4 separate regions of the Sus scrofa genome follow, and all the other regions are linked to region 4. A link is a contact called in public Hi-C and promoter capture Hi-C data. All regions are on one chromosome and are shown on one strand. Each heading gives the region's core, a stretch centred on a gene start, on an enhancer-like site or on the middle of the called end of the contact. The rest is flanking DNA. Distances are from core to core; before and after follow the strand shown. Region 1 holds the start of CLPX (ATP-dependent Clp protease ATP-binding subunit clpX-like, mitochondrial). Region 2 holds the start of RAB11A (RAB11A, member RAS oncogene family). Region 3 holds the start of DENND4A (C-myc promoter-binding protein). Region 4 holds the start of HACD3 (very-long-chain (3R)-3-hydroxyacyl-CoA dehydratase 3).

Region 1 (6,022 bases), core at 486-2,985, 300 kb after region 4:
ATGAGTGAACTCTGCAAACACACAGGCAGCAAGCAAGCAAAGTCTTTATTACAGGAAAGCAAATAGTTCCCAGTGCTGCCGGGAGGGGGGAGAAGAGCCCCTGTTCTCTATTGTCTTATAGGGGTTTTTAATCCCTTAAAGATGGGGGGATACCAACACGGGGTCCAGAAAGATGTTTTTTTTTTCCCATTGGCCTTGCCCAGTTACCTATATCAGTCCTTGTCCAGTAGAGGTTGTAGGGGTGTAAATTTCCTGTAAGTCTCATTGTTTCTTTGCCCTTTTTGTCCCGTAAACTGAGTCACAGTTTACCTGGGTGTGTAGGTACATTCCCTATAGTAAACAAGGCGTGTGGGGAGGTTACTCCCTGGACCTCTTAAGCCACAATGTTAATCAACAGCCATATCAAAGAAGGCATTGAGGCCCATGCTCCTACACTGACTACCTGAGTTATTATTCTGCCTTAATCTGGCCAGGGATCAGAACCATGCTGCCACCTACACCGCAGCTGAGCCAACACCAGATCCTTAACCCACTGTCTGTGCCTGGCGGGGGATTGAACCTGTGTCCCAGCGCTCTGGAGACGCTGCCGATCCCCTTGTGCCATAGCGGTAACTCCCGGAGGAACTTCAGAGTCTCTCTTCTTCAAAATTCTATTAATGATGGCAGGTAAGACCTGGGCTCTCTTTTGGTCCCTGCCCCTTTAAGGTGAGGAAGTTACCAGGAATCAGCTCCAGGAGAGACAAAAACACACATGTGTGGCCTGGAGCCAAGGCCAGTACCCCTTTTCATGGCCAGACCCAGGGAACTAGAAGCCACATTTCTCTGATCCAAGATTGATAAAGGCTAAATAACTTGACGTTGGCTTGCGTTCTCCCGGGCCCCTCCTTCCCTGCCCGCCTTGTACCCGCTCAGAACTAAAAGTCTCCAAGCTCATTCAGCAATTTCTCTGGGCTTCCGAGTTGATCAGAATTTTATATACAGAGTAAATAGTCTGTTGCCAACCGAGATGAGAAGAGAGTTTGATTCATTTGTCACCATCCTGCACCTTGTCAGCTAGCTGGTTGATCTCCTTTACAGATCCAGCGAGGAACCAGGCATGCAAACAAGGGTAACAGAAGAGAGATTAAAGAACAGTTTTTACCAGGGTGTGGTCAGGTTTAAGTGAACTGACAAAGGCGTGTAAAGCACCCAGGGACTAGAACAGCTGGAAGAGTTATCACCACTAGGCCTGAAAAAAACAAGGGAAGAGAATGGTCTTCCAACAGTTGGGAACTTGGTAAAAAACACCTCCACTTCCATGTTACAAATGAGTAATCTAAAGATAAGGAAAAGATAAGGAACATAGGATGTGGATGGGTAAGGAACTTATTGACTCTTACTGAAATGGCGGCTTTCAAAACTCCTCCTGGGGCTGGCTAAGCCACGGGTCTCACTTGGACGTACCCAGCCACCAGTCGAAAATGACCAGTTTATTGCTAGGAGTTGGGACTACTACTCCCGGCATGCATTTCTCTGCTTCTAGCGCAAACTTTTCAACGCTAGGATAAAGAGAATTGTGTGCCGGGACTTGTAGTTCCCTGCTTGGGGTGGGACGTCTCCTGGAGCGCGCTCATTGGCGCTGAGGTCACCGCCCCCTTCCCCTCGCCCTACCTCAGCGTCTCACGCACGCACACGCGTGCCCACGCCCCCTCCCTAGGCCCAGGGCGCAGGCGCGCGCACGCTCCTCGGACCCCGTAGGCGGGGCGGGGAGGGGGGCCGGGGGAGGAGGAGGGGGAAGTTGTGGGGGGGGCGAGGTGTCTATTGAGTAGAAGGCAGTGGGTTATGAAGAGCGCGAAGGCCCTGTTTTCAGGCGGGTGGACTCTGCACTGGGCCTAGAGCCGGCAGGAGGTTCCGGAGCCAAGCCAGCGAACCTTGAGAGTAGCCATCGACCGCTGAGAGCCGGAGGGCAGTAGGGGCGAAGCCCCGGCCTAAGCCGCGCGGAGATGTCGGGCTGTGGCGCTTGTACTTGCGGCGCCTCCGCCGCGCGGCTCATCACCTCGTCGCTCGCCTCCGCGCAAAGAGGTAACGAAGTAGTCCTGACCCGAGCCCTTTGCCTAGTCGCCGGCGGTGAGGATCCGGTGGAGGGCAGGAGGCTTGCCTATCCCATCCCGAGGGTGTGAGGGGGTGCGCGGCCCTTCTCCTGGCACCCCTCACTTTCCGTGTGATGGGGCTCTGCCAACCTCTGAAGCAGCTGTTTCTTACTTTTGAAGCGAGCCCCTTGTGCTCCCCCTCACGGCCGCTTTCAGGCCTTCTGACACTGGGGCCAGAATGTGCCTACTTCGCAGAAACTCTGAGCTACAGGCACAAAATACTCGGTTCGTTGAAGTGTCCCAGACCCCACTTAAAGCTCCGCCAGGTACTGCCGCTTGCCCTGGCTGCGGCTCCCCTTCCGGAGCCCGGCCGGGTGCCCCTTGGGCCTGTTGGGGACTGCGGGAAGGGCTCAGGTGAGGGGCTGCCGCGGGGGGCCGAGCCGGCGGTCTGGGACGCAGGCAGCGCGAGGCTGGCAGTGTCACAGTTGCTGTGTGGCCCCGCACACCGGGACGTAAACGGGACTCGCCGTACTTTTCAAGGCCCACAGGAAAGAGCCCGAGGAGATGGAAATTCCGCAGAAATTGTTTTTGAACTACTTAGGTGTCTCAGCAGTTGTTTGCGGATTTTCTGAACTTGACGGTGCCAAGTAGTTTTTAAGGGTGATTCTTGTTTACCTTTCTTTTCTCTTTATCGGGAGATGTGAAAGAGTGGCACTCCGGCCAAGAGATTTCCGGAAAAGAAACCATTTTTTCTCTTCCCCAAGTCTATAAATATCAGACGAGGCTAGGTCCTGCTGGGTCTTGTAACCACTAACTTGTAGACAAATTCATTTTGTTCTGGATTATCAGCTTATGATCTCTGGATTTTCAAAATGCTCCCTTTTCCTATTTTTAGCTGAATTGCGAAGTCCTTATCATTTACTAAATGTTTGTTTTTTGACCGTTTATTTCACAAAGAGGGATTAAATGATGTGTGGGCAGGAGCATTTTGTAAAATGGTACATAAATCCAAAGGAGGGAATTTAGTTCCAAGAGACTGTTAAACCTGAACAAGTGGATGCCGCTATTCTAGGAATTTGAGTTTAGTGGAAGTGACATATATTTAAATTCATTTGTTTGACAAATCTGAAGAGGGCCTACTATGGGCCAAGGCCCTCTTTTGTTGATGGATATGGAACAGTGAACAAGTCCTCACCTTCAAGTTTAAATCCAGTGAAGTAGGCAATGATATTGTTTCTGGGCCTGTATAAGGTATGTGTATGTTCTCTATGGATAGGGATGGCTTCTTTGACAAAGTCCTTTATCTCTTTCCATCACTTGTCCCAGAACACTATAAATTATAGGAAGTGTGCAGTTATATCTTTCTTTTTCTTTTCAAAACAACAGCTGCTTTAAAAAACCATGCCGTGGGAGCGGCCCAAGAAACAGCAACAACAACAACAACAACAACAACAAAAGACAAAAAAGACAAAAAGACAAAAAAAAAATTAAATCCATCATTAGGTAAATCAACAAAAGTTAATGACTTATTTAAGAATTACCTATTTGTTTTTCAGTTAATGTAAGTTTACTAGAAGTTTTCAGACATACCAAACCATAATTTTCACTGTAAAGGAGTAGATTAGACTATGAGACATTATAGAACTTAGTATTTCTGTATGACAATATCATTATAGAATTTAGTATTTTTACATGATAGTGAAACAGCAAATGGTTTCACTTGGATTGAAGATTCTCCCAAGGCTTAATTATATAAAATGTTTGCTTTCCATGGTAGAAACTCTGAAAGTATGCATGAGTCTACAACAGTATAGAGATATTTTCTTTGAGGACTTAAAAGCCTCCAGGAGGGTTATTTTTATTTTAGGATTCCTGGAAAGAGGAAGAGAGGTGAAAGAAAAATCAGAGTTGAACATTAGCTAGTTTCTTATAAACAAAGTATTTCAGCCACATAATTTAAACAAATAATTTCATCAGTATACTCTTGTAATTGGAAATTATACTTGAGTTAAGAATAAAATACTGCTATTCTGTATTTCTACTGGTTTTTCTGTCATGTTAGACTTTAAAAATTTTATAGGGTAGTTTGAAAAGTTATTTGGTATATTGTACCTTTACCCTAACCCCAACCCAGATTATTTGGTAGATTGTACTAGACACTGGCTTTATTTTCTTTTCCTGATGAGCTCTATGTATCCAATGCAATGTGTATTTCTCACATAAACTTAAAATATGAGACAGTATCCAATATTGTTGTATAATTTAGTATTTTTATGTGACAGTATAAATATTTAAAGATTGCAGAGTTCTGGTTGTGGCTTAGTGGTAAGGAACCCGACTATATCCATGGGAACAAGGGTTCGATCCCTGGCCTTGTTCAGTGGGTTAAGGATCTGGTTTTGCCTCTAACTGTGGTGTAGGTAGCAGATGCAGCTCAGATTCTGTGTTGCTGTGGCTATGGTATATGCTGGTGGCTACAGCTCCAATTCCACCCCTAGCCTGGGAATTTCTATATGTTGCCTGTGTGACCCTAAAAAGACCCCTCCCAAATTAAAATTTTTATTTTACTATAGGTATCCTGTTCTATTTGAATAAAATAAAAATTTTAAATATTTTTTCTGCTTGGATTTCTGATTTTTTCAGTATTGATGTGTATTTTTTTTTGGTCTTTTCTAGGGCTGCTCCTGCAGCATATATGGAGGTTCCCAGGCTAGGGGTCTGTTTGGAGTTGTAGCCTCTGGCCTACCTACATCAGAGCCACAGCAACGTGGGATCCGAGCCTCGTCTTTGATCTACACCATAGCTCATGGCAACGAGGGTCCTTAACCCACTGAACAAGGCCAGGGATGGAACCTGCAACCTCATGGTTCCTAGTCAGATTTCGTTAACCACTGCGCCACGACGGGAACTCCTTGATGTGTATTTTTAAAGTATCTTGCATATACAACAGTTTGCATTCTAAATACATGCAGTCAGAAATATTTGCTTCCATTTAAAAATTCTGAGTTAAAAAAAAATATTCTGAGTAACATTACTTGGTCTGAATTTGGTTGTGAGAACTGTGGGATCCCATGTAATTCCCTTAATTTCTGAATGCTTTCTGTCCTTGTCCATTGAAAGGGTGTCACCTTATGAGAGTTTAAGTGAAGATTTGAAGATGCTCAAACATGTTGGTTGGCATCTGTAATTTTCATGACAGTTAATAATGTGCCTACCTTAACAGTTCTTAGCTAGTTTTTAATTCCCTCCCTCTTTCCTCCCTTTCTCGTAGTTAAATTCAATACAAATTAAATAAAGCACATTGGGGAGTTCCCGTCGTGGCGCAGTGGTTAACGAATCCGACTAGGAACCATGAGGTTGCGGGTTCGGTCCCGGCCCTTGCTCAGTGGGTTAACGATCCGGTGTTGCGGTGAGCTGTGGTGTAGGTTGCAGACGCGGCTCGGATCCCACATTGCTGTGGCTCCGGCGTAGGCCAGTGGCTCCAGCTCCGATTCGACCCCTAGCCTGGGAACCTCCATATGCCGCGGGAGCGGCCCAAAGAAATAGCAAAAAAAAAAATAAATAAATAAAGCACATTGAATAAATGATGGTGCAGCTTTATTTCTGGAATTGCACACTGTTTCCTAATCAACATTTCACTTTTCTTGGATACATTCATCTTCAGACCAGCAGACCAGCCTTAGTGAAAACCTGCCAAACATTTCTAAACCTGAGGAAAGTTATCATAGGAGTGATGTTATTTTTCTTCATTAAAGTGTTCAGAATTTCTGAAACAATAACTTGGGCATAAAATAAAGGTTTGAGATTATCAAAAGCAATAATCATCTACTAAATTGCCGGCATTGTTTGGGAGTTTTTGTTGAATTTCGTTTCCAGTTTGTGTTAGAGGTTAGAGACCAAGTGTTTAAGAGAGATTTTAACTTGATTTGCCATTTCATCAGTTAAATTTTGTT
Region 2 (6,248 bases), core at 798-3,297, 330 kb before region 4:
ATCCCCTAAGCCAATCAAGGATAATTAGTGAACTTAGTGAAAAAAATAACTGGCTTCTATAACCAACATCCAAGTTCTAAACCAAACAGGAGAAATATTCTGATAGTTTATCTTGCTCTAAATTAATTACTTCAAAGCTAGCTAGCTAGCTGCCCGCTGTTCTTGTACCTTATTTAAAAAAAACAAATCTCCCTTTAATGACTAACACCGGTCTTCAGAGTCTCACTAAATATTTTCACCAGACCTCAGATGCCTTTAACCAATAGCATACAAATGAATCCATGTTCCCTTTCTGTATCTGTAAAAATGACTTTCCACTATGTGGGAGGTGGGGGTAGGAGTGCATAGTGAAGGTACTCACCCTATATAAAACTTGAGAAGACTAAGTGCTTATAAAGGTATATCATCAGCTATAATGCCAAGATTCGCAAAGTACTGGTAAAGCAATGTTTCTCGCTTTGTTTAGTCAACCATTCTCAGCACCCAGTGGCAAAGTCAGACACAGTCACCAAGCTTAACATTCTTTTTTAACTCCACCCTCCACTGTAAAGCTTTAATAGCAATGGCTTCTTCCTCCCTGGTAATGATCTTTGTTCAGCATACTACTGATGGCTGCCCTCCTAATTCAGGAGCAGAGAAAGAGCATCAGAGAGAGCGCATTCACTGAACAAAAAAAGCATTTACTGTACTTTTCTCTCTGAAAACTGTACCTTTTATCTTTGTTGATTAAAAAAAAAAACAAACTATTTGGATTCTTTCTGGACTAGCCAATAAGCAATTTTTCTTCACTCCACCCTCCAATGTTTTGTCCAAGGGCACTACATGTTTCCCTATCTTATAAAAAATATTTAATTTGACCAAAGAGCACACAACTTCGCCATGCGCCCCCCTCCCAACTCCCATATTTTGGCAAAGGTATGTGACCAACTAGGACTCTTCCCTTCCTGTTCTAAAAACACCAAAAGGTTGGATCCTCCCAGTGTTGCAGCAGGAAGCAACCAGTCCATAGCGATAAAGCAAGCTAGTATTTGTGCAGCGCACAACCTTTCCTGCTCAGGAACTGGGCCTTCAGGTCTGGCAAGGATAACAGCCGCCACCCATCCGCAACCCCTTGTCGGGAGCAGTGTTAAGAGTTATCCTGGGCTGGTTGCCGCTGGGTAGGGAGGGTAGGAGAAAAAAAGGATGGGTGCAAGTCACATCGGTCTGCCGGTCACTGCGACAAGTACGCGCGTGGGTGATGGGACCATCCCTCTTGCCCTAACCCCCACCACCACCACCACCACCCTCAGGGTCGCACAGGAGACACGGGAGAGCTCCTAAACTAAACTATGTGGGGAGAGGAGGCAGAAAAAGAGTTACCAACCACGGGGGCTGTGCGCGAAGGTTACGGACCTCGAGAGCTGTGGGGCGGGTGGGGGTGGGGCCGCTGGCCCGTTTGGGTTTTAACCAGGGCCTGGCCAAGGAGATGGGAGAACCGGACTAGGAGAGGCGTCTGGCCGTGGGGAGGGGCGTGAGGAGACGCAGAGGAGAGGCTTGCCCAAGGGGAAAGGGAGGTTGATAAGAAAAAGACCTGTAGTGGAAGTGTGCGCCGAAGGAAAGGTGTGGGAGCAAAGAGAAAGGCCTGTCAGAGGGGCTCGGGATGTCTGCTGAGGGGGCGCCCAACCCGAAAAGATGGAAGGTGGGAGGGGCTCCCCTTTGAAGAGGCCGTGGAACCCGGGAAATAAGGAAGGCGATGTGGGAGAAGGCAGTCAGCAGCGAGAAGGGGGCACGGTAGGGACGCTGAGGCTTCCTAAGGCCTCCGGGGAGGTCGCTAAGAGCCAGTGTGGAGCCTAAGTGAGGGGGAAAAAAAGGGACTGAGCTGCGAGACGGCAAAACGAACCGCACTGAGAGGAAGGGCTGAGGAAGGCCAATCTCAGAGCCGGGGCAGCCCGCCGGGCGGGTCCCCCGGGAGTGTCCCAGGCCCCCGAACCGGGACTCGGGGGCCTGTCCGAGAGCCCACAGCCTCACCTTTGAAGAGGTAGTCGTACTCGTCGTCGCGGGTGCCCATGGCCAGGCGGAGGAGCGAAGGGGCGGGAGCAGTAGAGAGACCGGTGGGACCAGGGGGCGTCGCTGCAGGGGTAACCCAAGCGCCGAGCTTCAGCTGCCGGACCGGGTGAAGAACCCCTCCCTGCCGCTACGCCACTTCCGGCAGGCCCCAGCCCCTAAGGGGAAGTACTTCCGGGGAGGCAGTACTCCGCCCCTGAATCCAAGAAGGCGGTAGGCGTGAACCTCGTGGGTCTCAAGTTCTGAGCCACTCCAGAAGGTTCCGAGGAGCTACTGAGCCCCGGCCTGTCGACTGACCGCACTCCCAGCTGCTGCTCACCACACTTCCTGGTCTCCTTTATTCCGCGGGCCGCCAGGCGGAGAAGCCGGGCGCTGGAGAGCACTGCAACACTGATTCCTTTGGTGGAACTGTGGATGGGGGCGGGGTTATCTAAGGATTAGAGAGCCGAAGGCGGCCTCTTGAGCGTGTCGGTTCCATGGTGTAATGGTTAGCACTCTGGACTCTGAATCCAGCGATCCGAGTTCAAATCTCGGTGGAACCTAGGACACTTTTTCCTAGCTATGTTTTTATAATTCATTTACTTATTCACTAGGTGATCGAGGTACAACCATGGTATATCTGTCCTTGAACTAAGTAGAGAGGAAATGACACATGTCTTTGCCTGGGAAAACTTCATATAGTTCCCTCTTAAGTTCTGTGCTGTCACCTAGGTGCTTTCTAAGTAGCCTCTGCGCTTCATTTTTTTAAAATGGGCCTTTGGACTTAAACCTGAATTCCAAAGCTTCCGTGACACCTGATTCCTTTTGCTAGAATCAGAATTCCTTTTGCTAGAATTCCATTTCTCCAGGAATTTCTCAAACCATCTCCAGATGTCATTCAAAGAACCTCGCCCACCCTCCTCCTCAAAATTCATCAAGAACTTCTTGCACCCTATTTGTCATCCCCTAAGCTAAACCTAGTTACATAATTATTTCATTTAACACACAGAGCAAAGGATGGCAATTAACATTTTAGCGGAAATGTGGATGGGGAGCCTCAAGAGATTACCGAAGACCACACAGCAGTACCTCCCTGTATTTTAAGAGAGTTTGTTAGGCTAAAAAGTTTTTCCCCTTTATTGTCAAACCCCACTACCACCTATATGCAATTTAGACTTTGGGGCAAGGGTACCTGTAGTAAGCTGAATAATGGTGCCCCAAAGATGTTCACTTCTCAGTCCCAAGGAACTGTGAATATGTTAGGTTACATGGCAAAGGGGAATTGCGTTCGCAGATGGACTTAAGGTTGCAAATCAACTGACTATAAAATAGGGAGATTATAAAAATCATTAATAAATACATATTAAAAGAAATAAAATAGGGAGATTAGCATGGATTCTTCAGGTGCGCCAAATGTCCTCTCGAGTGTTCTTAAAAGTAGGGTAGACAGAGGAGGTCAGTGATGTCATGTGAGAAGGCCTCAACCAGCCCATGTGGCTTTGAACATGGAGAAAGGGGGCCAGGAGCCTAGGAACATAGAAGCTTATTATAGAAGATGGAAAAGGCAAGGAAATTGATTCTTCCCTAAGGCCCCCCAGAAAAGAACACAGCCCTGCTGACATCTTGATTTTAGCCCAGTGAGACTCATGTCAGACTTTTGACCTACAGAATTACAAAATAATAAATGTGTGTTGCTTTAAGTCGCTAAGTTTGTGGTAATTTGTTTCAGCAGCAATAGAAAACTAATACAGTGCCATTTTCGATGCTTTCTGTGACAGTATAAAGCAACAGAAGGTTTACCTAAGGCCTAGATACTGCCTTGAGCATTATCCATGTTAGAGGAGAACAAAATTACTCAAACAGCTAAACATTATGTGTACTACAGATCACTTATGACACTCCTAGCACAACTCAGGTAGATAGTCAGGATGGATGCAAGAAAAGGGGGAGTATCAGTTACCAGACAGGCCTGAAGGAGAGTTCTGGCAACATGCCACAGTTCAGAGGGGCTGAGATAATTAGGAAGAACTCCCTGGAAGAAGAGGAACTAGCATTGACCCCTGAAGAAAGTAAGGAAACTTATGTGGGGAAATGGAGGAAATTAGATGATAAGAGCATGTTGAGCAAGGCCATTCATGCTCGAGGAAGAATTATGAACTTTTTCCCTTAAGTCATTGTTTCTCAATGGTGTGTCCTGAGAAGGTCAATAGTATTCCTCAAAAGAAGGAACTGCATGTTTCAATAAATTGAGAAGCACTGTACATGGTTTTCCCTACCTTAGAAGGTCCCCTAGCACACTGGTATTTTAAAGTCTAAATATGCCACTCTGAAGACAAAAAATTTTAACTGTGCTGAACTTAGCACTTCCTAGATTCACCTGTGAACAAAAAAAGAGCAAAGACTATTGTTCACCATCCAGTGATATAAGGGTTAAATCACAACCTATTGCAGTTACCTACCCTGACCTCTTAGGAGCAGTTTCTGAAAACTACCTAGAGGGCTATAGTCATCAGCAAGACCTTGAATAAAACTCACAACTCTCATGTTGTGTATTTCCCTTTAAATCAGCACACCAAACCACAGCACTCTTTTCCTGGGGAACACCTGAGCACTCCTCTGAACATTTGGGAGGGGGCCATAAAAGATTTGTGGACAGAGAGGCGACTGAAGTAAATCTGGCCTTTGGAAAAGTAAACTGTGTGGACTACAGGATTAGGATAAAGAAAGACTGGAGGTACAACAATCAGTTAGAAAGCTGTTGTAATTAACTAGGCACAAAACTGGTATAAAAATAATGGGGCATAGCGAAGGGACTAGAAAAGCCAGAAAACTCAAAAGCTGTTGTGGAAAAATCCATGGTGAATGGATTCCATGGACAAAGAAGAGGATTAGGGCTTTGCTTTCTTGTTACTAGCCCTCCTCCCCAAAACAAGAAAGACTTAATTTTACTTCAAATAAAAAGTAAAATTTAAAGTAAAGGGGAGGAGGGCTAGTAATTGCTTGATGTATGTTTTTTAAATCTCTCAAGAAATACAGGAGGAGTTCCTGTTGCGGTGCAGCAGAAACGAATCTGACTAGGATCCATGAGGTTGTGGCTTCGATCCTTGGCCTCGCTCAGTGAGTGGGTTAAGGATCTGATGTTACCATGAGATGTGGTATAGGTCACAGACGCAGCTCAAATTTGGCATTGTGCCAGTGGAGTAGGCCAGCAGCTACAGCTCAGATTTGACCCCTAGCCTGAAAACCTACATATGCCGTGCCCCCCCAAAAAAAGAAATAGAGGAACTTAACGTAAATGACTTAAACAATACAGAAATGTATAGTAAATCCTTAGTGTCCTCCTCCACTTTCAATTCCTCCAACCCAGAGATAAATAACTCTTTACTTTCTTTTATTTTTCTTATGCTTTTTAGCACCACACCTGCGGGATATGGAAGTGCCCAGGCTAGGGGTTGAATCGGAGCTGTAGCTGCCCCCCCGGCCTATACCACAGCCACAGCAATGCCATCTGTGACCTACACTGAATCTCACAGCAATGTTGGATCCTTAACCCACTGAGTAGGGCCAGGGATCAAACCCGCATCCTCATGAATACTACTCAGGTTCGTTACTGCTGAGCCACAACGGGAACTCCTACATTTTCTTTTAATATATATAAAGTCAAGTTATGTGTACTGTTTGTCATCTTGAACAATCTTTCTACACTAGTCCATACAGATCTAATTCATTTGCTGTGCAGTTTTCCTCATCAAGGATGTACCATAGTTAGTACAACCACCCCATTCCCTTACCCATGGATAAGGCAAATAATAAGTGTTCACTAAATTAAAACCTATTCCTAAGCTATTTTTCCTTGCCCACTTCCTCCTTAGAGGCTAGAAAAAACAAACATTCATTTTCCCAGCTACTCTGCAATATTTTAAATACTGGTATAAAAATATACTAGCAACATTGGATTTCCTGTCATGGCTCTGTGGTTAATGAAACCAACTAGCATCCATGAGGACACAGGTTCCATCCCTGACCTCACTCAGTGGGTTAAGGATCCGGCGTTGCCATGAGCTGCGGTGTAGGTCATAGATGCGGATCGGATCCGGCATAGGCCAGCGGCTACAGCTCCAATTCAACCCCTAGCCTGGGAATCTCCATATGGTGAAGGTGCGTCCCTAAAAAAAAAAGACTATATATATATATATATATATATATATGTCTTATATATACACATA
Region 3 (6,582 bases), core at 1,227-3,726, 260 kb before region 4:
TGGCTTCTGCTGCGCCACAACGGGAACTCCCCACCCCCCCAAAATTTTTTAATTCATGTCTTGATAGTCAATTTCATGAGACAGTACGGAGTTAAGCACTTAACACGTTTGGAAATACAGCATCAATAAACTACACATTTATAACAGTTCATATTGTTGTTATTATTATTATTGGTTGCAGCATGCAGCAGCTTGATGTGGGACCGCGGTTCCCAGACCATGGATTGAACCAGGACCAAACAGTTCATTTTCTTTTACTTCAAAACGAACATTGTGCAAAAATGAGTAAGAATGTAAGAATCACTGATTTGGATTACTACTTGTAATAATAATAATAAAAACAATAGGGAGTTCCCTGGTAGTCTAGTGGTTGGGATCTGGCGCTTTCACTGCTGCAGCCCTGGTTCAATCCCTGGTCTGAGAACTGAGATCCCACATCAAGTCACTGCAAGTTGCAGCCAAAAAAAAAAAAAAAAAAAAAAAGCCCCCAAAACAAAAATAGGAGTTCCTGCTGTGGCACAGTGAGTCAGGAATCCAACTGCAGCAGTTCAGGTTGCTGCATAGGGATGGTTCTATCCCTGGCCATGTGCAGTGGATTAAAGGATCTGGCATTGCTGCAGCTGCTGTGGAGTTTGCAGGTGAGGCTGGGATTGAATCCCTGGCCCAGGCACTTCCATATGCCCCAGGTGTGGTCATAAAAAAAAGACAACAAAAACCCCCCAAACCAATAAGTGTACTTATCAAACAGCACTGATTAGACAACTACATAAAACATACAAAACAATTAGGAACAAATTACTTAACAATTTTCAGTGAAACTAAAATTTTCTAAATTTTTCTGTATACAGCCTTATGTGATGCTCACACTTCTTTTAATCAATAAGGAAATTAAAGATCAGAACATATAATTTGACACTACATAATAGTGTAGAAGAGGCTCAACCCCAAAGTTTTTTGTTTTACTTTAAATCCAGTTCTTTGGCCCACATATCACCTAGATATGTCATACCTCTAATATCCCTGCTCCTACCTCTCTGCTCTAACAGGCATCTCTTACTCTTCAATGGCTTTCAGCTGCAATTACAATAAAATCCGATCCTGTTTCTATGTCTTCCGAGGCCCTGCGGTAATGGGCCTCTACTCACCTCTCCAATCTCAGGACAGGCTCCTCCTTGCACCATGGACTCCCCTCAATTCCAACAGCCAAGTTCTTTCCTACCACAGGTCCTTTGCACAGCCATTTCCTCTATCTTAAATAATTCCCCAGGGCATTTCTTTCATTATTGGCTCCTTATCCCTCGGATGGGCCTTTCCTGACCAGTTTTTTCAAAGCTATCCTGGTATCTGCTTTTCCAAAATTTTGTTCATAACCTTTATAGCATGCTTCCCTGAAAATGTGATGAAATATTTGTCCCTCTTTTTCCCACTAGACTGTCAGCCCCAAGAAGCCAGACAGTTTGTTTCCCTCACCACTGTGTCCCCTCAGTTCGAGTTTCAGTGAATCTGTTGATTGAGTACAATGGAAGAAGTGGAGACAGGATATAGAGCTGTAAACCTGGTTAGTAAAAGCGATTGATGCCTATTTCTGCACAATTCAGGAAAGTTGACCTGAAGTCTTTTCGGGTCATATTTTTTACTTCATTTGTCCATGTAATAATATCTAACACTGAGTACTTTCAGGTACCATACTAAGCATTTCACATGCATTATAGCATTTAAACCTCAGAGCAACCCTGAGCAGTAATCAACCTTTATTATCCTCATTTTTCAGAGGCAGCTTGCCAACAGCCACTAATGGTGGAACCATAGCCAGGTTTAAGTAGGCCGTATTCCATTAATCCAATGTAATATACACTCAGTCAACAATAGGTGTTTTATCAACGTACTTTTCAGAGACACCCTCCCCCCATTTCCCCATTTTTACCTGACCTTTAGTATCCTGGGACCGAAACCTACTAGTAGGTGGTTGCTAACTCCTCAGGGGGGTTTCCTTGGGAATCTGAGTGCCCTGGATAGAGGAGCGGCTGCTCTGGCAGACGCGAGAAACTCTGGCTAGGCAATGTCAGGACTCTGGGACTGCTACAGAGGAAGGAGGAAACATCCGTTGGCCCTTGACGGATCCCTGACCCCTGGGGTGATGAAAGTGGAAGGGAAGGTGTGTGCCGCCCACGCTCGCCTCAGGCTCGGGATCTCCCAACCCGAAGGGGAACCACAGATCATTTCCCCAACTCTACCGCGCGTCACGAGAGAACGCAGTTCCGCTCCGCCCACCTCCTACGCCAGTCTCAGTATCAGGCGCTAGGACCCCACGATCCTCAACCCGGCCCTGTCCCGCCCTCTCGGGCACCAGCCTGACCCGCTATTGGCCCTAGCTGGCCGCGATCCCCGCCTCCACCCCCTCCGTCACTGGCAAGATGGCGCCGGTTGCGGCGGCTGCGGCCGCGGCGGCTGGAGCCAGAGAAGGAGGCGGAGGCAGCCGCGGCCGCGAGGGGAGGGGGAGTCCCGTCTGACTGAGACGGCAGGCCTGGGCGGGCGGGGGTGCCGCGCAGGGCGGAGCGCTGGGCTGGGATGAGCTAAGCGGGTTCCGAGCGCCGCGGCATTCAGCCCCTCGTGTCCCGCCGTGGTTCGTGAGTGGACTTGGGACCGCTCCCCAAGCTTGATCCGCTGCTCGCGCGGGAGCCAGCGGTGAGGTGAGTGCGGGGGCGCGGCGCGGACAGCTGTGGCATGTGGAGCTGTCACTGCCCGAAGCGGTGACAGACGTGGGCGCGGGAGCGGGGCCGGCCAGGCTCAGAGATGTGGCGTGGATGGCCGCGACCTCCACCCGGAGGCTTCTCGGATCCTGGCTGTCCTCCGCCGGCTGGGTCATCTCCGGATGGCGCGGCGGTGCTCAGGGTAGCACCCGCGCCTCTGCGTCGGATGCTTGGGGGGCTTCAATGTTTTCATTCCGGATTTTCTATTCTGGGCTGGTCTGGGGCTCTGGTTGAGGGATGGGGGTAGGGGCGGGGGCGGTGAGAGGGGAGGTCCTGGAGCTGGGATTTTGACAAACCCGTTACGTAAGACGGAGGTGGCCTCCCGGAATCCCACCTGCTTGATGTTTTAAACAGGCGGCAGCTGGAGCTTGGCGGGCCCCCAGAGGCCTGATTTTTCTCCCCGGGGTCTGTCTAGCTTACACCCTGGCCAGCGTGAGCCTGGTCAGCGTCCAGGTTGGCTAGTTTGGAGTGTCTTTTCCAGTCTTTTGGGCGGGGGGGCGGTAAACAATTTCTGGTCGCCACCATTCCCTTTGAAGTTTATCGCTTTCGGGGTGGGGGGGGGGAAGCTTGTGACCTAAAACTGGGTCGCAGCTTTTCATTATCGTGCTTTTAAATGACAGATGTGCTAGAAGATTTTTGTTATTGTTACAGTGTGCTTTTAATTCAAACGTGTGGTTACGCCTGGAGCCTTAGAGAAGGGTTTTTGTCTAATAGGACAGTTATTTCTTGTTTGCAACAGCAGGATAGGCATCTGTCAACAGGCATGTATTTATTTGAGGAGAAAACGCGTGTCAGTTAGCTAGAGACCTTGAAGGCAGAAATTGTATTACTCCGTGAATATGTTATTCTTTAAGATATTACCGCTAATGAAAATAATAGTCCAAGTTTAAAAGAAGCAATTTTACAAGATTAGAAGGTGTTGTTTGGTGTATGTAGTCTTTATTTTCCGTTTGCCCTAGTCTACCTTTTCTCTCCTCTTGGGGAAGGAGGTGGAGACACCTGTAAACAGCGTAGCCCAGGTTACACTAATCTATTGTAGTACATTTGAGATTATTGTAAAAAGTAGTCTCCCAGGGACCTAAGATAGGGTAATAAGTAAGAACTCTTGGGCAAGTTATTCAGTTTATGTTTAGATAGTGGGATTCAGCTTTTGAAAACCAAAGTATACATAATTTCTGGGCTATTTGAACTTATAATGAAACAGAAGACTGTTTTTGGCCTCTTCTGTGGGAACTGTTTGGCCAGAATTAAAACATTTTGGGTAACTTTTACTTTATTTTCACATTTTCTCTTTGGACTGCAGCTGTCAGTAGGAGTCCAGAAAAGTGTATATTGTCATCATCATCACCATTATACACGCTTTCTGTTACAAAATTTTCTTGTTCTGACTGATTAAACATAGATTTAACTTGGTTGTGAAATTTTATAAGAATATACTTGTTAGTAAAGTTGATTGCTCTTGACACCAGCCCAGTATTGGGAATAAATATAAGTGAATTTTGGCCTGAGTTTTGAATTTATATACACAAATTTGCACTTTTGAAAGTTGGTGAAGCGATATAAATTTTCTGTTTGTGCAAGAGAGCCAGGAAGCTGATGCTGATTTGTTCTGAACTTTTCCACATGAATTACCACTGGCTTAAATAGTTATTGATTCTTAAGCTCCTGGAGCTGTTGGCCTATTTATGGCAACTTGAATAAAATTTGGAATAATTGGGAAGCTCTAAGAAGGAAGAGATAAACACTGTAAACCAGCTATAATGGAAAAAATAAAAACCATTTATATAAAAAAAGGAAGACATAGAGTACATGATATTTTCTAATTCATTAAAAAATAATAAAAGGCATGGACGAATTGTAGAAGAAAACATTATTTACTCATTGAGTGACATTAGTTATCTTTTTTCACTTTATTTTTTATTTTTTAATTTTATTTTTATTAGAGTATAGTTGATTTACAGTGTTGTGTCAACTTCTGCTGTATAGCATAGTGACCCAGTCATACGTATATGCATTCTTTCTCTCATACTATCTTCCATCATGTTCTATCCCAAGAGATTGGATATATAGTTCCCTGTGCTGTACTATATTTTGTTTGCAGAGTTTTTTTTAGCTGTCCACTTACTGTGAAAACCTAGATTTAAGCACCAATACAGAGATGTTTGTTATATTATAAATCTTATTGATTCCTATTTAAATTATGGTTTATTATTCTAAGTGGAAAACAGAAGTGGCTGTAGCAGGAAAATTGACTGGTTATTTATTGTCCTCTCTGATGTCAGAGACTCATCTTTTGGGACTTTGCTTGTTCCTTCAGATGTGAAAGAAGAGAATGACTGAAGAAATAACAAGTTCATCTTTTCTTGTTTGTTTGTTCAGTGCCCTGTTGATTATTGCTCAGTAGCATTTGGAGGTTGGGAAGAGTCAAGTACTCCATGCTTCATTACTCTGTATCATAGCTGCCACTTCAAATTCTAAAACTGCAGTGTAGAACTTTATACATAAGAAAGGATTCATTTTTATAGTGTGTTACCATAATAGTAAAAATTTGTAATAGTCAAAATGCCATATAATATTGAGGATTAGTGAAATTAATGATAGTTAATCTATGTGGTGAATGCAATTATTAGTCAATTTAAAAACTATTTACTTGCATGAGAAAGCACAATATAGTACTGAGAGAAAAATCAATATAAGGAATTATATACTGTTATTTATAATATATGCATATAAAGGCAAAATTGTTGACAGGAAATACATAAAATATTAAAAGATATCACTGGATCATAAGATTATAGGGTTTTTTTTGTCTGATTATAGGTAATTTTTATTTTTAGTGTTTTTACTTTGTTCTGTCTTCTGAATAGTGTTACTCTAATCATCATCATCATCATCATCATCATCACAAAAATGACCTTAAAATATTTTCAAGAGTTATAGGTGAGGAGTTCCTGCTGTGGCTCAGTGGTCACGAACCCGACTAGTATCTATGAGGACGCAGGTTCCATTCCTATCCTTCTTAGTGGGTTAAGGATCTGGCATTGCCCCACATAACCACTGCTCCAACAGAGAAACTACCTTATAATTCATTATTGGCAAAGCTAACAGAAAACACAGTGCTTGTGCAATGGAATAATGGAAACAGCTGAAATGCTCTAGATGAAGGCATTCTCCTAGTTACCTGCACCAGCCTGGGAGTAGTTTTACATATATGGATGCTCCTATTAGTGCACATTGTGACTCTCTAAACTCTTTTCTGTTTGTATCTTACACCCAAACTGTTCTGTGTTGCCAGTGCCATCTATTGATGGACTGCTTGACTTAGTCTTTTCCTCATTACCTCATCAGTTGGTGGGCAGCAGTTTTTGAATGTTTATGAGGTGCCAGGTACTTACTTTGCTGGTCACTGAGGACACAAAGGTGAATTAATGAAATATGGTTTCTAACTTCAAACTCTAGTAGAGAACCATTTCTTTTCTTCTTGGGACATCACTGCATATTGTATACTCTACTTTTCATGTCTCACAGTTCATGTCCTGGCACCTCAGGCAGTATCCTTTTTCTGGTTGTCACATTTCCATATGGGGAAATACGTTCTGAGTTCCAAATAATCTATTTACAATTGAATTTTTGGACATTACTTGATTGTATGTTGGGCAGTCTTATGGTCAGAAGGGCTGTATATATGCTCATATATGGCTGTTATTGTTCTTTTCTAAAGTATGACAGTTTCCTGGTACTTTGTTCTTACTTCCTTATTTTTAAAAGCACAAATAAGTAGAAAGCAGCAGGAAAAAGAGGCAGAAAGGTATCAAGGGAGTTTTCCTGCTAG
Region 4 (5,772 bases), core at 407-2,906:
TTTTTCCTTTTTTATCAAAACTCCCTGGAGCAGAGTAGAGGGAGACAGCACAGAATGTTTATTCATCCTCTGATGCAAAAGTGTAATTCAGCCTGATTTAACACATTAAATGACACACTGGGCAATGCCACAGCCTATTTAAAGGCATTCTGGCCAGTATTTGTCTTTTATCTTTCTTTCTTTCTTTCTTTTTTCTTTTTTTTTTTTTTTTAGGGCTGCATGTTTGGGATTCAAGCCACATCTGCGACCTATACCACAGCTCATGGCAACGCCAGATCCTTAACCCACTGAGTGAGGCCAGGGATTGAACCTGCATCTTCATGGATCCTAGTCGGGTTCGTTAACCACCGAGCCTGGAGGGGAACTCCTGTCTTTATCTTTCAATGAGAAAACAGGTTTATAATCCAGAAGCAAAAATTTAAATTCAACATATTCAAGACCACAAAGAGCACCTACAGCTGGCAAGACAATACGCCACATGGGCTGACAGATCCAAACATAAACCTCTACCTCAGAGGCAGAGAGAGTTAAGTGAAGGAGGCTACAGAGTGCCATAGATGTCAAAGAGAGTAGGAAGTAAGGATGACTGCAGAAAGAACATTCCCGATGGAAAATTCCAGTTCCCCTAAGACGAGAATCCTGCATAGTGTGGACAGAGACATGGGGGTACTCAGGTCCTGAAATCTCCACCGTGTAGTAGGCCTCAGTCTGTTCATATGCGGGCCAATGAGATCAAACATAAATGCCCCAACAAGATAATTTTGAAGTTCTCTATGCAACTCAGCAAACCTGAGCTCACAGCCCTGAGAAGGGGGCGGTGGGCGTGAGGTATCTTCTCTGAAGTCTTCTGGACTTCAAAATTAACAAGAATGACACCCACCACTGAATGGCTGGGAGGTGGGTGTGGCCCCTCTGATGCAGCTGAGGGGACTTAACTGGACCTCTCAGGCCAGCAGAGACGTCCAGCCAAGGCCCAGGAAGCCAGTGTCACACGGCACCCCCAACCCGACGAGCTCTTCGCGAACCCCGACGGCCAGGCCTCCAAGGGCCATGCTCAGGTTCCATCAGGCCGCAGACTGCGAACAAGGAGGCGGCCCGGGGCAGCCTCCGCGGCCCACACGGGCCTCACGCATCACCCGAGGCACCCGCAGCCTTCAGGGAGTCGCACCCACAGTCTGCCTAGATGAGGGCCAGTCTTTGCTCGGGCCTGGACGCCAAGAGCGCATCGCGTCGTGGATCGCATAGGCGCACTGCTGGCTCTCTGGCACGCACCCGGACAATGGGGACCAGTATCCCAGCTGGTCCCGGGAGCTACGACCCCGCGAACGTCAAGCCGCCCGGCCTTTACCTGCACGTCACTCAGCTCCACGCGCAGATACAGCTCTCGGTGCCGCTGAGCCCAGTAGACGTGAGGCGTGAGCACCTGATTCTCCATGACCACACTGCCCAGGGTGCGGGGAGACTCAGCTTGCTGAGCCTATTTCCCTCAAGTAGTGCGCGGCTGGAGCCTGCCGAACGCAGGCCGCAAACCCCAGGGCTCCGGAGTGCCTGCTGCCTCCAGATGACCCACGCTCTCGGGCCGCGCCTGCGCAGTGGCGAGCGCGGGGCGGGGGGAGCGGGGGCAGCTGCGCGGGCTCCGGGCCTCGGCTCGAGTCTGGTGGGGGCGGGGCGGGAGGGGGCGGGCCCAAGAACCCGGGAAGCTCCAGTTTGCTGAGGCGGCCTCCGGAGTTGGAATTGGCTAGTGCGTCGCGGTTCCGTCTCTTCTGGAGGAGGCTTAAAAATAAGCATAAGAGGGGATTCCCACTGTGGCACAGCGAAGTGAATCCGACTAGTGTGCCTGAGAGTGGGGATTCGATCCCCGGCCTTGCTCCGTGGGTTGAGAGTCCAGAGTTTCCATGAATTGTGCTGTAGGTTGCAGGCATGACTCGGATCCCATGTTGCTGTGGCTGTGGTGTAGGCCGGCGGCTGTAGCTCGGAATGGACCCCTAGTCTGGGAACTTCCACATGCCGCAAGTGCGGCCCTAAAAAGCAAAAAAAAAAAAAAAAAAGCATAAAAAAATAAACTCTGGGAGTTCCCGTCATGGCGCAGCGGTTAACGAATCCAACTAAGAACCACGAAGTTGCGGGTTCAGTCCCTGTCCTTGCTCCGTGGGTTAACGATCCAGCATTGCCGTGAGCTGTGGTGTAGGTTGCAGACACGGCTCGGATCCCACGTTGCTGTGGCTCTGGCGTAGGTCGGTGGCTACAGCTCCGATTCAACCCCTAGCCTGGGAACCTCCATATGCCGCGGGAGCGGCCCAAGAAATAGCAACAACAACAACAACAAAAGACAAAAAATAAATAAATAAATAAACTCTGGTAACTCACTAATTCAGCATTTACCTACTCTGTGCCTGAAGCTAAAATCCCGAGCTTCAGGAGTAAGACACAGTACCTGAGGTCTCTTAAAAGATACTAGTAATTGCAGACATAATAAGGATGACGATGGTTATAGGGGAATTGGTGTGGGAGAGGGTGGACGAGTGTTCTCTGAGGGGAGAGTAAGCCTAAGGGCCAGAAATTTCCATAGGGCTTTTCCATAGAACTTTATGCAATGATGGAAATATCCTTTTCTGTGCTGTCCATTACAGTAGCCACTAGCCACATGAGGCTTTTGAGTGCTTGAAATGTGGCTACACAGGTTGAGAAACTGAATTTTTAATTTCATTTACATCTAATTAAATAGTCACAAATTAGTGGCTGTCCTATGGGACAGGAGACTTGTCTCTTAAAATAAGAAACACTAATTTTTGTCTAATTTAAACTATCTCATCCATATCCACATCCATGCCAAGTCTGCTGCAGTGAAGAATCTAAGAGGAAGCAACATTTCTTTGAAAATCAGAAATCTGGGACAAAAATTAAAGTTTCAGTTCTGTTAGCCCCTATTTATTTAGTGAAATGCTGAGCACAGGGAACCAGGGATGAAATGATGCCAGCTCTCAGAAAACATTTAGCTCAGAGGTCAGGTTGTATAAGATATAGAGTGGTTTTTTTTTTGTTTGTTTCTGCTTTTCTTTCTAGGACCGCATCTGCAGCCTATGGAAGTTCCCTGTCTAGCAATCTAATTGGAGTTGCAGCTGCTGGCCTACACCATAGCCACAGCCACAGCAACATGGGATCCCAGCCATGTCTGCAACCTACACCACAGCTCATGGCAATGCCGGATCCTTAACCCACTGAGCAAGGCCAGGGATCAAACCTACATTCTAATGGATATTAGTCAGGTTACCACTGAGCCACAACAGGAACTTCTCCTAGAGTGTTTTAACGTGGGGAATGTGCTGAGCTTACAAAGAGGTGGGAAGGTGGGAACTGAGAGTTGTAGAAAAAATGGGCAGACATTTGAAAGCAATCCTTGAGAGGCAGTGAAATGCAAGGAGGAATTTGATAGAGAAAGGAGCAGCATTAGGGCAGTGGAAGCACAAGGCAGGAGTCCAAAGATGAAGAGATATGGAAAGTTCTTTATCCCAGGCATTAATGGCATGGAGGAGAGAGGTTGCCCTGGGTCTGGAAAGACAGGGAGTGAATTAGGAGAGTCTTTGTTTGCGTCAATGAAGTGTTTGTACTATATCCCACAGACATGTGAGAGTCAAGGAAGTTTGTTACAAGAGGTTAGCAAAATCAAATATGTGCTGGGCAAAACAAACTGTCAGTGAGGAGAAATTGGTAGTTAGGCAGACTATTTGGAGATGATGCAATCTGCCTGGTATGAGAATGAAAACAATAACTTTGATAACCTTGAATTTTAAAAATAGAATTTTTTGGAAATGATAAAAGTGTTTTTATTACATTGCTTTTACTACAATCAAATGCAATAGGGGGCACTTGAAAAAAAAACTGAGGTATAATTTATGTATAGGAAACAGGCAAATTTTAAGTGTTCAACATAAGTTGAATCTTTGCATACATTTATACAGGTATAATTAATTATCCAAATCAAGGTTTGGAACATTTCTAGCATCCTACAGTTTGTCAATATGTTTTTACTGCCCATTCCCTACACCCTGATAATTATTATCCTGACTTCTATCACCACAGCGTAGTTTTTGTCTATTCCTTTTGTTTGTTTGTTTGTTTGTTTGTTTCACCTATAGCAGGTGGAATTTCCTGGGCCAGGGATCAAACCCACACCACAGTGTGACTCAAGCCTCTGCAGTGAAAACACTAGATCCTTAACCCACTGAGCCAAAAGCAAACTCCTGTCTATTCTTGAATTTCTTGTAAATAGACCCTACAGTATGTACATTTAGTGTTCGGTTTCTTTCATTCAACATAATGTATTTGAGATTTATCTGTGTTACATAAATTAGCAGTTCATTCTTTTTTGGGTTTTGTTTTGTGGTATAGTATTTCACTATATAAATATAAATTATCCATTTTTCTGATGATGGGCAATGCATTGTTTTTGGTTTCTAGCTATGAACATTTCTGTACTTGTCTTCTGGTTATGTGTGCTTAATTCTTGTGGGTAAATAAATACCTGGAAGTGGAATTACTAAGTCATAGAATATGTGTGTTGAACTTTTGTGGATACTGCTAGGCAATTTTCACAAAGCCTTCTGATCAGTTCGCACTCCCACAAGCAATGTTTGAAAGTTATAGTTGCTCTATTTCCTTGGTATCTTCAGTCTTTTTTTTTTTTTTTTAATCTTTTTATGGCCACACCCAGGCTAGGAGTCTAATCGGAGCTGCAGATGCCAGCCTACACCAGAGCAACAGCAACAATGGATCTGAGCCCTATCCGTGAACTAGGCCACAGCTTGTGGCAACACCAGCTCTTTAACCCACTGAGCAAGGCCAGGGATCAAACCCACAACCTCACCACCACTATATCAGGTTCTTAACCCACTGAGCCACAATGGGGACTCCCAGTCTGATGGTATGTAATAAAGAAAATAGTTTTAATCCAGCATATGTGAACCTTGAGGTTTATCAACTGACCTCTATCCAAGGTGAACTGAATCCAAGGCAAGCAAGGAGACAGAATTGATATTTTGCTTCAGATGCTTCCTAAAAAAAATGTCCAGTGACAGGGGGTTTATCCAAATGGTTCAACTACCACTAACCTATTGGATAACTTCTCTGGGCCTGAGCTTCCATATCCATCAAATGAGAGAGTTAGACTCAGTCCTCTCTAAAGTTCTTATCAGCTCTCCCTAAATTTTCCTGTGAGAAAGACAGCTATTGTTGACCTCGCTCCATGGGAAACCCAGTAAAAATAAACACACACACACACACACACACACACACACACACACACACACACACACTGAAATGCAGAAGGGAAAGAGTAGCACCTAGGTAAACTATAAGATAGCAGAGGGGATAAAAAGGCAGAGCACAAGTAGCACTGCCAAGCTAAAGTCAGTAAGGCTAAGGGTTTTATGATAATACCAGTCAAGTGAAAATGTGAATAAAGCACTGTCTTTGTGTTCTGCCTTCCAGAAGCAGCCTCTCCAGTTCTTTTTGGCCCAGGGTCATCTCTCCCTTCTCTGGCCACAGGAAGCATTAGCTGAGTGCTTGCTGTGGATGAAGCACATGCTCTGTGCCTGAGGCTATATGCCTGCCTTTGGGAAGAAGCAATTATACTATTCTCCTTTCTCACCTTTTTACAGAATCTTCTATTTCTGGAAGAAATTTTAGAAATGAGCTGCAGAATTTGGCTGTTTTGTGCCTCCTTCAAGATCACCCAACCAGAAATCTATAAGCAAAACAGGTTATTCAATCTAC

Evidence for each region. Promoter capture Hi-C pulls out the DNA fragments that hold promoters and counts their contacts. A called contact is a pair of places that touch in the nucleus more often than the background predicts.
Region 1: a Hi-C map of liver shows a contact between it and region 4, with 4 times the contacts expected there. The contact joins the promoter of CLPX here to the promoter of HACD3 in region 4. A contact is called at or near these places in 1 of 5 promoter capture datasets (liver), 3 of 47 Hi-C or Micro-C datasets (liver and skeletal muscle) and 1 of 2 datasets of contacts at active chromatin or transcription factors (alveolar macrophages).
Region 2: a promoter capture Hi-C map of liver shows a contact between it and region 4, with 4 times the contacts expected there. The contact joins the promoter of RAB11A here to the promoter of HACD3 in region 4. A contact is called at or near these places in 1 of 5 promoter capture datasets (liver), 2 of 47 Hi-C or Micro-C datasets (heart right ventricle and liver) and 1 of 2 datasets of contacts at active chromatin or transcription factors (alveolar macrophages).
Region 3: a contact with region 4 is called in a Hi-C map of liver, with 2.9 times the contacts expected there. The contact joins the promoter of DENND4A here to the promoter of HACD3 in region 4. A contact is called at or near these places in 1 of 5 promoter capture datasets (liver) and 2 of 47 Hi-C or Micro-C datasets (liver and skeletal muscle).

Annotation. Positions count from the first base shown.
Region 1 is chr1:163,217,780-163,223,801 of Sscrofa11.1, reverse strand. It overlaps CLPX (ATP-dependent Clp protease ATP-binding subunit clpX-like, mitochondrial), which reads left to right and starts at 1,735. Exons shown (of 14, transcript XM_021100084.1): 1 at 1,735-2,061. The coding sequence starts at 1,983.
Region 2 is chr1:163,854,053-163,860,300 of Sscrofa11.1, reverse strand. RAB11A (RAB11A, member RAS oncogene family) reads right to left here and starts at 2,047. Exons shown (of 5, transcript NM_001031788.1): 1 at 2,008-2,047. The coding sequence starts at 2,047. TRNAQ-CUG (a tRNA gene) reads left to right here and starts at 2,514; the gene lies at 2,514-2,585.
Region 3 is chr1:163,786,158-163,792,739 of Sscrofa11.1, reverse strand. It overlaps DENND4A (C-myc promoter-binding protein), which reads left to right and starts at 2,476. Exons shown (of 34, transcript XM_021100187.1): 1 at 2,476-2,690. LOC110261793 (a long non-coding RNA gene) reads right to left here and starts at 2,391. Exons shown (of 4, transcript XR_002346338.1): 1 at 1,146-2,391.
Region 4 is chr1:163,521,756-163,527,527 of Sscrofa11.1, reverse strand. HACD3 (very-long-chain (3R)-3-hydroxyacyl-CoA dehydratase 3) reads right to left here and starts at 1,656. Exons shown (of 11, transcript XM_003121729.4): 1 at 1,349-1,656. The coding sequence starts at 1,435.